3 separate regions of the Zea mays genome follow, and all the other regions are linked to region 2. Evidence: chromatin contacts called from public Hi-C data. All regions are on one chromosome and are shown on one strand. The core of a region is the stretch at or near the end of the contact, and the rest is flanking DNA. Distances in the headings are between cores, read along the strand shown. Region 1 holds the start of LOC103651483 (polypyrimidine tract-binding protein homolog 1). Region 2 holds the start of LOC100286079. Region 3 holds the start of LOC100502484 (alpha/beta-Hydrolases superfamily protein).

What was found. A called contact is a pair of places that touch in the nucleus more often than the background predicts.
Region 1: a contact with region 2 is called in a Hi-C map of ear, with 1.8 times the contacts expected there. The contact joins the promoter of LOC103651483 here to the promoter of LOC100286079 in region 2. A contact is called at or near these places in 2 of 25 Hi-C or Micro-C datasets (ear and endosperm).
Region 3: a contact with region 2 is called in a Hi-C map of tassel, with 2.1 times the contacts expected there. The contact joins the promoter of LOC100502484 here to the promoter of LOC100286079 in region 2. A contact is called at or near these places in 2 of 25 Hi-C or Micro-C datasets (ear and tassel).

Annotation. Positions count from the first base shown.
Region 1 is chr3:223,553,431-223,556,376 of Zm-B73-REFERENCE-NAM-5.0, reverse strand. LOC103651483 (polypyrimidine tract-binding protein homolog 1) reads right to left here and starts at 1,476. Exons shown (of 11, transcript XM_008677125.4): 1 at 1,276-1,476; 2 at 973-1,180; 3 at 172-381. The coding sequence starts at 1,155.
Region 2 is chr3:224,006,365-224,009,606 of Zm-B73-REFERENCE-NAM-5.0, reverse strand. It overlaps LOC100286079, which reads right to left and starts at 1,430. Exons shown (of 5, transcript NM_001158967.1): 1 at 1,269-1,430; 2 at 809-930. The coding sequence starts at 1,315.
Region 3 is chr3:223,719,909-223,723,068 of Zm-B73-REFERENCE-NAM-5.0, reverse strand. LOC100502484 (alpha/beta-Hydrolases superfamily protein) reads left to right here and starts at 1,427. Exons shown (of 2, transcript NM_001196962.2): 1 at 1,427-2,409. The coding sequence starts at 1,780.

The DNA of each region.
Region 1 (2,946 bases), core at 227-2,726, 450 kb after region 2:
AGATGCTTCCTGCCATGATACTCCGTGACAACGGCTTGCTAATCCATTCAGATCATGCAAAACAATGTGCTAGAAGTTACTAAGACAGTCCTGGCACATCAAAGTATTCCTGCAGATAAAATCAGTTGGCCTAAATAACATAAATCTCGATGCAACTGTTAACATCCTTACCACGTGTAGAACATCAATGCTGACAGAATCTGGTGCAACACCCTCCATTCCCACAAGCAAAACGTTGCCTGAACCTTCCCCAGTTGCCTTGTTGTTGACAATCTCCTGTCTATTTGAGTACTGAAGGTACACATTTTTCCCTCTTACCTGTGCTGGCTCTGTTGACGATGCGTAATATGATATCATGGCAATAGCTTGATTTTGGTCGCCCTGCAAAACAATAAAAGGAATTAAAAAGAACATGCAGTCACATATCACAGCTGTTTCACCAGACGATAAATCATCCCCCCCCCCTCCAAGACAAATTTCCACAGATATTTCAGTGGTCTCACTTCTCTTTACCAAAAAGGAAGTCCATGATAATATAATCATGGGGTTTTTTCTTGTGCCAAGACTTCATAATGGGGTTAAGATTGTTCTTTTTCACCACATATCATAGAACCTAGGCGACAAGAAACAGAGGGGGGGGGTACAACCATTACTAATTGCAGTCAAATCGAATTGGTCAGTTCCAAATTCCAATGACAAACCTCCTATGCAACTGGCACATCCAACTGGCTGATTTAAGTAACAGCAACATGAGCCAGAGAACATAGCTTCTCCCCCAAAACTAACTGGATAACTAATGTACTGTATATTACAACCACTTTGCCACAATTCAGTACTAATGATCCGGAAGTCCGATCTACATAGTCTGATACTCTGGTTCTGACATCTCCGTGTCCACCAGACAGACAAGTGGCTGGCCAATACGAGTCAGGCTCGCTAACATAAGCAGGAGGGAAAGCTGGTAGTACTCACGAATTCGATGAATGCCTGATTGCGGTTGGCGCCGACGCCGCACTTGGTGTTGACGACCTTGCCGAAGGGGGTCCCCAGCTCGACCAGCTCCTCTGGAGTGCAGTCCCACGGCAGATTCCGCAGGTGGAGCACCTTCGACGGCGGCTGCGTGTACCGGAACTGCGGCTGCCCACCGGAAGCCATCCCTCCCGAATCTTATCCTCCAAACCTACCGCGTCATCAGTGGTAAGTAAACCGCATCAAGGAAGTCTTTTGCAATAAAAATAGAAAACTCTCGTAACCATGGATCCAAGGGGTCCTCACCTTGCGGGTGGCGACCGACGGCGGCGAAACGAGTGGCCGGAGCGGACGAAGATGGGTTGGATTCGGGAACGTATCGCGGAATCGGTGCGGTCAATCAGTCCAATTTTCTAATGGATAGACGCCTAGGGTTCCGTATCGACCTCTGAAATCTGAATAGGCCCGTTGATAGGTTATAATAATGGGCTTCGAGCCTTCGGCCATGCAGTAGAGTCCCGGAATCCTACAGCCCAAAATCCCAAACCACCACCGAGAAGCCAGAAGGCCAGCCCAGTTTGGACAACTCTTTTCCTCGTGTTCGGAGAAATTTGGAATTATGTCATTATAATAAGTGGTTTAGCGACTTTATTATTAATTGAATAGGCTTCGGCTTAATAGCATTAAGAAGTGGTTTAGCGACTTTATTATTAATTGAATAGGCTTCGCCTTAATAGCATTACAGAGTATAGGTCTAATTTTATAATGGTATTCAGACAAATCCTATTCAATTAATAGAAAAGTGGCGAAACTCACTTCTCATAATGATATAGGCCCTATTTAGGAGAGCATTTCAAGAATTTCAAGTCTATTTCAGCTTCTTCTATCCAAATAGGTACAGCTTTATGAGCTCTAACTTCAAAAAAACTGAAACTATAGACCAGTTTCATGAAATTTTTCAAGTTCCTCAAAGGGTGCTTAAAAACATTGTTTTCATACCTCCTCGTGAAGTTGCACAAAAATTGCTCATCATGTCATTGGTTACATGATCTAACGATTCAATTCTCTTTCTTCACCCGCTAATCATCATAGGTAATTAAAAAAATTCACACAAATTAATCGTATCAAGGAAATCCCAGTATTTAGGGTCAAATATATCAAGCTGAAAATAATCGCTATCATGCCCCATAGGTGAATTTTTCAAGTTAACATTAATAGCAGCGACATTCATATTAACAAAGGATAATAATGAGTCGATGCACATTTTTAAAAAAAAAACACCTTGATCTCAGATCCCTGCTGGCTAGATTGGTCTCGTGCAGACCTGCACCTAAAGTTCGTGTACGTGTTGTTGTTGTCCTAAGAGTCGACCCTCCTAATCCCCATAGTTGAGCAGCGATGGCGTTGTGGGGACGAGAAATTACGGCAGGATCTGCAAGCCAACGAAAATTCACGAGCGACTCGTGATTAGATCAAGGACTACTCGTGGAAACAGAAAGGATGCACGTTAGACGTACGAGATTCCCTCAAGAGATCAATTGTTTACTGTAGTAAGCCTTAAATAATATAATTATAAATGCTACACTGTCAATATTTATGACCTGCCTGTAACCCTAAGATAAGATAGTGTTTGGTTGAGGAGTTAAGTAGAACGGAGTCGTTCCATCCCTGATTATAGGAACGGAGCCGCTCTGTTCTGTGTTTGGTAATCTGGAACGGAGCGGCTCTGTTTTTTGTTTGGTTGCAGAGTGAACGGAATGGAGCGTGACTGTGAGAGCGGGATGGGAACGGAGCGGCTCCGTCCGGTTGATTTTTTAGAGCGGATTGGTTCCGGATCTGAGGAGAATATTCTCTAATTGGAGTCATTCCGTTCTAGTTACTTTGTAACCAAACAACAACAAAACTGGAACAGAATAGCTCCGTTCTACTTGACTCTTCAACCAAACACTACCAATTGGAGTTAATGGAGATGTGAGA
Region 2 (3,242 bases), core at 181-2,680:
CATGGTTTACAATATTGTATCTAATGTGAAAGGGCCTCTAGCGTAATGGTTAAGGCTTCCGAGTAGCACCTCCAGGTCCCAGGTTCGATCCCCCTCGGGGGCGAATTTCGGACTTGGTTAAAAAACACTCCTCGTTGTGCCCCGCTCGCTCCCGAGTTACGTCTTGTGTGCCACCCTCCGGCTGGGCCATTGCAGAATGGGCGGCGACGGCCCGCTAGTGATGGGAGACTAGGGTTCAGGGATTTTCTCGATCGGGACTATGTTTCGGTCTCTTCTTAATATAATACCAGGAGGGTGGTCTTTCCCTCCCTGTCCGAGTTTTTTTTACAATGTTGTATCCAAACAATGTTTCTCAACCATAGTATTTTTGAAGCTGCCAAAATTACGGTATTGTCATGGCAATTGCAAAGTGTAGTATTAAAAAACTATGGTTTTGAGAAACATTATTGCCAAAACAGGCCCTACATGACCTTCCAACATCGCTAGGGCCTGATAGACCTCACAATTTTTTACTAGTACCATACAATATCTCTAATATAAGGCATTACGGTAATAACTATATAGTCTCGCTAACTTTACTAGTCAACTTGAAGAGATTGGTATACAGCATGGCACCGTGGACGTGCTATATAGTTGATATATGACACTGGACTGGAGCATATGTTGGTTGTATAGGATGGACAGGTCATAGACATAGTTTGCGCTTTAAGATAAACATTCTTGCTGATTTAGCCTTTCAAAATTAAATGATTCCATTTGTATATCATAGGAGCAAAGAGATCCAAGAAAATCCTTGAAAACTACATACCAAGTGCATTTCCCAAGTCCTGGAACTGCTCGTTTAATTTATCTCTTCGCATCTTCTCACGATCAGCCTTTTGTACCTTGCGTGCAGAAGTGGAACCCTGGGATTTACACTCTGCCCTTTGACTTGATAAAAGAAGGGACATTAATTAGAGCAAATTTCAGGTGTGATCATAAATTATTTTGTACAAAACAACACGCAAGAGGATCTATGTTAAAATTCCATTGGTTATCACACTTGATTTTAATCAGGGTCGAACCCAACAAAATAGATGGGTGTACACATGTACGAAGTTAGTAGGCGTAATTAATTCATACACTTGTAATGAGATCAGACACGGATAAAGATAACCAGATAGCTCAAACTAGATTAGATCCGAATACAAATAGCCAAATAGCTCGAGCTAGGGTTCGGGTGCTCAAATTTGCACATCAGGAAGGGAAGAGAAGGGGCGGATACATACCTGCCGTGGTGGGTTCCGGTCGCCGGCAAAGGCCCCGACGAAGACATGGGCAGCAGGGGCGTAGTGCTGCGGTCGCCCTAGTTCTCGCGCTCGGGGTGAAAAAGAAACAGCAAACTGGTGTGAAGACAGGGGCGCAGTGCTTCCAGCTCAAGTTTACAGCTTTGCCCCTCCGGCGGCGCTACTGGGCCGCTTTCTCCTGTCTTTGTTTCCACCTTAGCCTGTATGGTCCCCCGCGTATAAGGCGAAGCAGGTTCAACTGAGATGGCAATCTCCGTCACTCGATACCTCCGTTAAGGTATATATAAACTAAATATTTTACGCGTGAGTCTTTTATTGAGCAAAAAAATTTCACCCAACGGTTAAACAAGGATTAAAACGTTCCGGACTCAAGCATATCTGTTAACCCGTGGGTATAAAATACCCAAAGGCATGAACTTGACTTCACTCATCCATCTTTTTCACTATTTAACAACATTTTAGGTTGTAATGTCATAGAAGGTTTAAGGACTAATTGATGGTCATGTAATGAAACATATAATATGCTATGTAGTACTATCATAGTGTTGCTACTTTATCTAATTATATTTGGTGTTTTTGAATGGATGGTTAAATGATGCTAGAAATTTTGTAATAGTATTTACATGGATATACTTGGCATTTGTATAATATAATATTTTGATAAATGTTTAATTTTTATGGATATGGGTAATCTATACCCATATGGATATATATATGGAGGTAAATCTATACCCACTAATATATATGGGTGATTTAATAGGGTTATTTTTTATCGTGGGTACAAGTAATTCGTTTGAGCCTCGCTCGAGAGATGCAAAAGGAGCCCGTGTACGAAAATGGAATATGTTTCTTTACCATAAGGCTCCTAGGATATAGTACCTCATTTTTTTTATATTTATCGTGTTTTAGTTCAAAAATAAACTAGTGAACGAGAAACATTAAAAAACGGAGGTATTATTGAGCAAATACGATATTAGCTAATTAACATGTTTTAAGTTGTATCGGTATATTTTATAGAAGATTAAGGCTTCACATGATAAAAAATAGTATACAGTTAATTTAAATAAAGAAATATTATCTTAGTACTTTTTTACGTTTCAATTTAATTTGATGTATATATGCAGGTAACCAAACAAACATTTTGTTAAACCTATTTTTTGAATAATTGTAAATATGTCACTCAACGTTTACAGAATCAGATAGCTAGTCCATCTCGATGTCATTGTATAGCATCCAAATAAATAAGTTGTTTAATTTTGCAAAAGTTGAGTGTCATATTTTCGAACTAAACAACAAGTAGTTACATCTCTTGAGCCTGTCCTTGCTTATATAAGTCGGGTTGCACGAAAAGATATATATATATATAGCCCTGAGCTCTGTTTAACTACAGGAAGGTCCGGCCATCCGCCCGGTTGACCAGGCGCACTATCCAGTCCACCCACTATAATGTTTACGCTTAGTTATACATAAGTTTACGCTCATGTACCATCGTATAAAACCAACTGCTCTACCTGGCCTTCAGAGATGGCCAAAACTAGAGTTTCAGTGGCGGCGGTTGCGCGACACGAGCGAGCGCGGCGAAGTCAGCACGACTGCGGCGGACAAGCGTCCCCATAGACGAGATCCATGGCGGATCGCCTCCCGTCATCGTTCTAGAGGTGCCTTCCCTTCGTTTCCCTCATTTTCTTCCCTTCCCTAACCTTACTTCCTTTCCCCGCACGTAACCGCCTGTTTCTTCTTCCCCCATCTTCATCTTCCTCGTAGCGCCGGTGCTACATCTCCAGACTGCCCCTGCTCCGCGCGGACCTGCTCTCCAGTGCGACTGCATGACTTTTGTTCCTAGCGGCGGTGGTGTTCCGTGGCGCGACAGCGAAATCGACGACCGCAGGAACGCGCTCGACTTCTACTCTCCAGGCGCCGCCAACCGCATCGTCCCAGTGAAGACGCCCCTCGCGT
Region 3 (3,160 bases), core at 178-2,677, 290 kb after region 2:
GCACGCAGAGCGGCGCCGCAGCCACGCGAGGACAGGGCAACCCATGCTTGCCTGCGGTGTGGCTGCACTCTCGAGTCTCGACTCCCCAGCGTCCGCCAGACCGCCACCGTGCGAGGCATGCAGTCGCACATGTGCCACCGCCCCCGTGGTGCCGACGGGAGGGAGCGAGGGAGGGAGAGGCAGCCAGGCCAGGCAGCGTACCTGCGTACGTACGTAGCGCGGAGCAGCGATCGAGAGTGAATGCGTGCAGATGCAGAGAGCGCTGCCCGCTGGCAGGAGTACACGTCTACACACCAGAGTGATGAGCATGTGATGTGAGTGGCAACTGTTCTCATGCGCACACACACCGCGCCGTCCATCGTCAGATCGTGGTGGTACTCGGTGTGCCAGCCTTATGATGACTGATGAGCATTCATATCGCCATTCAATCCATTTCATTCTACTACCTTACCACACCTGCTGTGGCTCTGGCGTCGTCTGCACTCTGCACACACACACACACACAAGATCGCTCTCCTCGCCATCACCAGCGAGATCTATATAGACACAACAATAGCAGTAGTTCGCTCCAATGTACTCGTCGATCAAACCTTGCACTGCGTAATGCTAATCTTTAGAGAGACGCTCCAATGGCCGGTCTCGACTCCATCCTCTTGCTAATAAAAAGGGGGAAAAAGAAGAAGAAGAAGAAGAAAACTATATATAACCCGTCGTCGTTGATGAATCGGTCGCTGTCGCAATGCTTGTTTTTTTTTTTTTTACTTGGCTGCAACAAGGTTTCCGCATCGTTGGCGTCCACGCAAGGGACGGCGTCTCCGATACCCGCTTCGTGTATCCTGTCCTCGCCCTCGCCCCTCGGTCTCATCAGAATGTCTCAGACAAGCACAAGCTGCGGCGAGGGCAAGCTCGGTAGGTCAGGCTCCTGCGTTGCATTGCATGCGGCTGAAGGTCTTTGCCTTTGTCTTTGTCCGAGCGAAAGAAAATGGAACAGGTCGGTCGAGCTGGAAGTTCGGTAGTGGTAACAGACACAGAAGAACGGGCGTTTGGAGTAACTACCAGCGATTTATTTATTTATTTTTACAGCCATAATACTCCTAGCCTCCTCCTAAGGGACGTAGAGTGCTCACTCCGTCCAAGCAAGACACTCATGCTGCTTCCGCCCCTCTTTCTTTTCGTCTCCTGCGGGCGGCGGAGACACCGATGCCGGACGAACCTGCTGCCATTTTTTATTCTTTTTTCCCTCCCGTCTCCGCCGCCCACCCTCGACCCGCCCCCGCATGCAGGTGCAGCAGCAGCAGGCAGCGCTGTATACTTTTTACTGCTCGCGTAAGGTGCCATGCCAGTGTTCAGTATTCCCGGAAATACCCCTCCGATCTGGTCTCAAATAGCCTGCTGCTGCGGCTGAACAAGTGTCGAAATCCATTGGCCTATTTGTTCACGTCTTCACCGGTCCTCACGCTGTCGTGGCGTCTCCGGCTTCTTGCCCCGTCACCACCCTCGGTTTCCACCTCCGGGCTGCCCTTCCCAAACCGTGCGCTTTTTAAAGCCCGCATAGCCATTTGCTGCAGAATTGCGCCGTGCCCTGCAACACCGCACGGGCTGACCAACCAAACCCGCCCGTCTCTGTTGCTGGTCTGGTCTGGTCTGGTCACCACCAAGAAGCTAACCACCAACGCCCAACATCTCCACCGCGCGGAGGACAGAGGGCCATCTGCCGAATTAAACTCCCCTCTCTCCTCGCGCGCCTCTCTTCTCTGCCTCCAAGATCACAACGCGGACATGGTGGCTACCGTCGCTGCCGCGGGCGCCGCGGCGGCGGCGGCGTCGGGGCGGCGCCGCGGGGCCAGGAGGGAGCCGGCGACCATGCACGCCGGCATCCGGCGCTCGCGCTCCGAGCCGCACCTCCGCTGCCCCCGCCGCGGGGGCGCGGCGGGCGCCGCGCTCACCACCAGCCGCTCCATCGGCGTCTTCCCGTTCCAGTTCGGCGCCGCGCCGCTGCGCCCGCCGCCGCTGCCCGACGGCGGCGGCGACGGCTCCCGCCTCCTCACCGTCGCCGACGACGCCGACCCGCCGGAGCCCTGCCCGGAAATGCCGCCCGCCAGGAGGCCCGAGGCGCACTGGCTCGACCGCCTCCTGGAGGTCCGCTCCCGCTTCCACGACCCGACCTGGCGCGACGTCCTCGACCACGACGACGACGACGACGACGAGGACCTCTACCGCCTCGACGCTGACCACCACCACGACGGCGGGTGCGGCGTCAGCTACGAGGACGACGGCGAGGAGGAGGACGCCAGGTGGGACCGCGACTCCTTCGCCAAGCTGCTGGCGCGGGCCCCGCTCGGAGAGGCGCGGCTGTTCGCGCAGCTGGCCTTCCTCTGTAACATGGCCTACGTCATCCCCGAGATCAAGGTGAGCCATTTGCGCGACCACACACACCTATAGCATAGCATCACAAATTCACAATGATAAACCATGGCCGCCTAGCTCGGGGCTCGTCTGATCTGGACGCCGTCGCTGCCTGGCCTAGCCTGTCCTGAAGGGGAACGAGATCCTCTGACGTGGGGAGGAGCCACTGACGCGTGGGCCCCGCGTGTGACAGGGCCCACGTGCAGTGGCCCAACTGCTCTCTGCAGTACGTCAGAGGCCGAAGGTGAATGCGGTCCCACTGCCACTTGTTGTTTATTTTCCTTTTTTGATTTTTTTTTGGAAGAATTTAGTGGGGCTAGCTCGAAACGATCTGTCCTGACTCGATCACTCGAATAAAGAATTTCGCGGCGACACATTTAGGTAGGACCTTGGCTTTAATTCGCCTCGCAGCATGCTAGCTCGAAAGTCGAAACGATCTGTCCTGGCGCACACATGTATTAGTATTAGGTACACCCTGGCGAGCCCCACCAAGAACAACGTGTGCGCCTATTGCTTCCTATTAGTCCTCGTGAGTTGTGACCATTAGTATTCAAGAATCGATGCGTAGTTTTCTAGAATTATTATGGAGGAAATCTGCACGTAGTTTTCTGCTGTTTCCTCCAGGTAGTTGGCTGGAAAGTTCCATATAGCTGCAAATCGCGGCGAAATTATTGTCTATATTCATTATTGAAAAACAACGTCGTGATGTGATGGCACCATGCTACTTGACTCCTGATATTTTTCGATGGAAAAC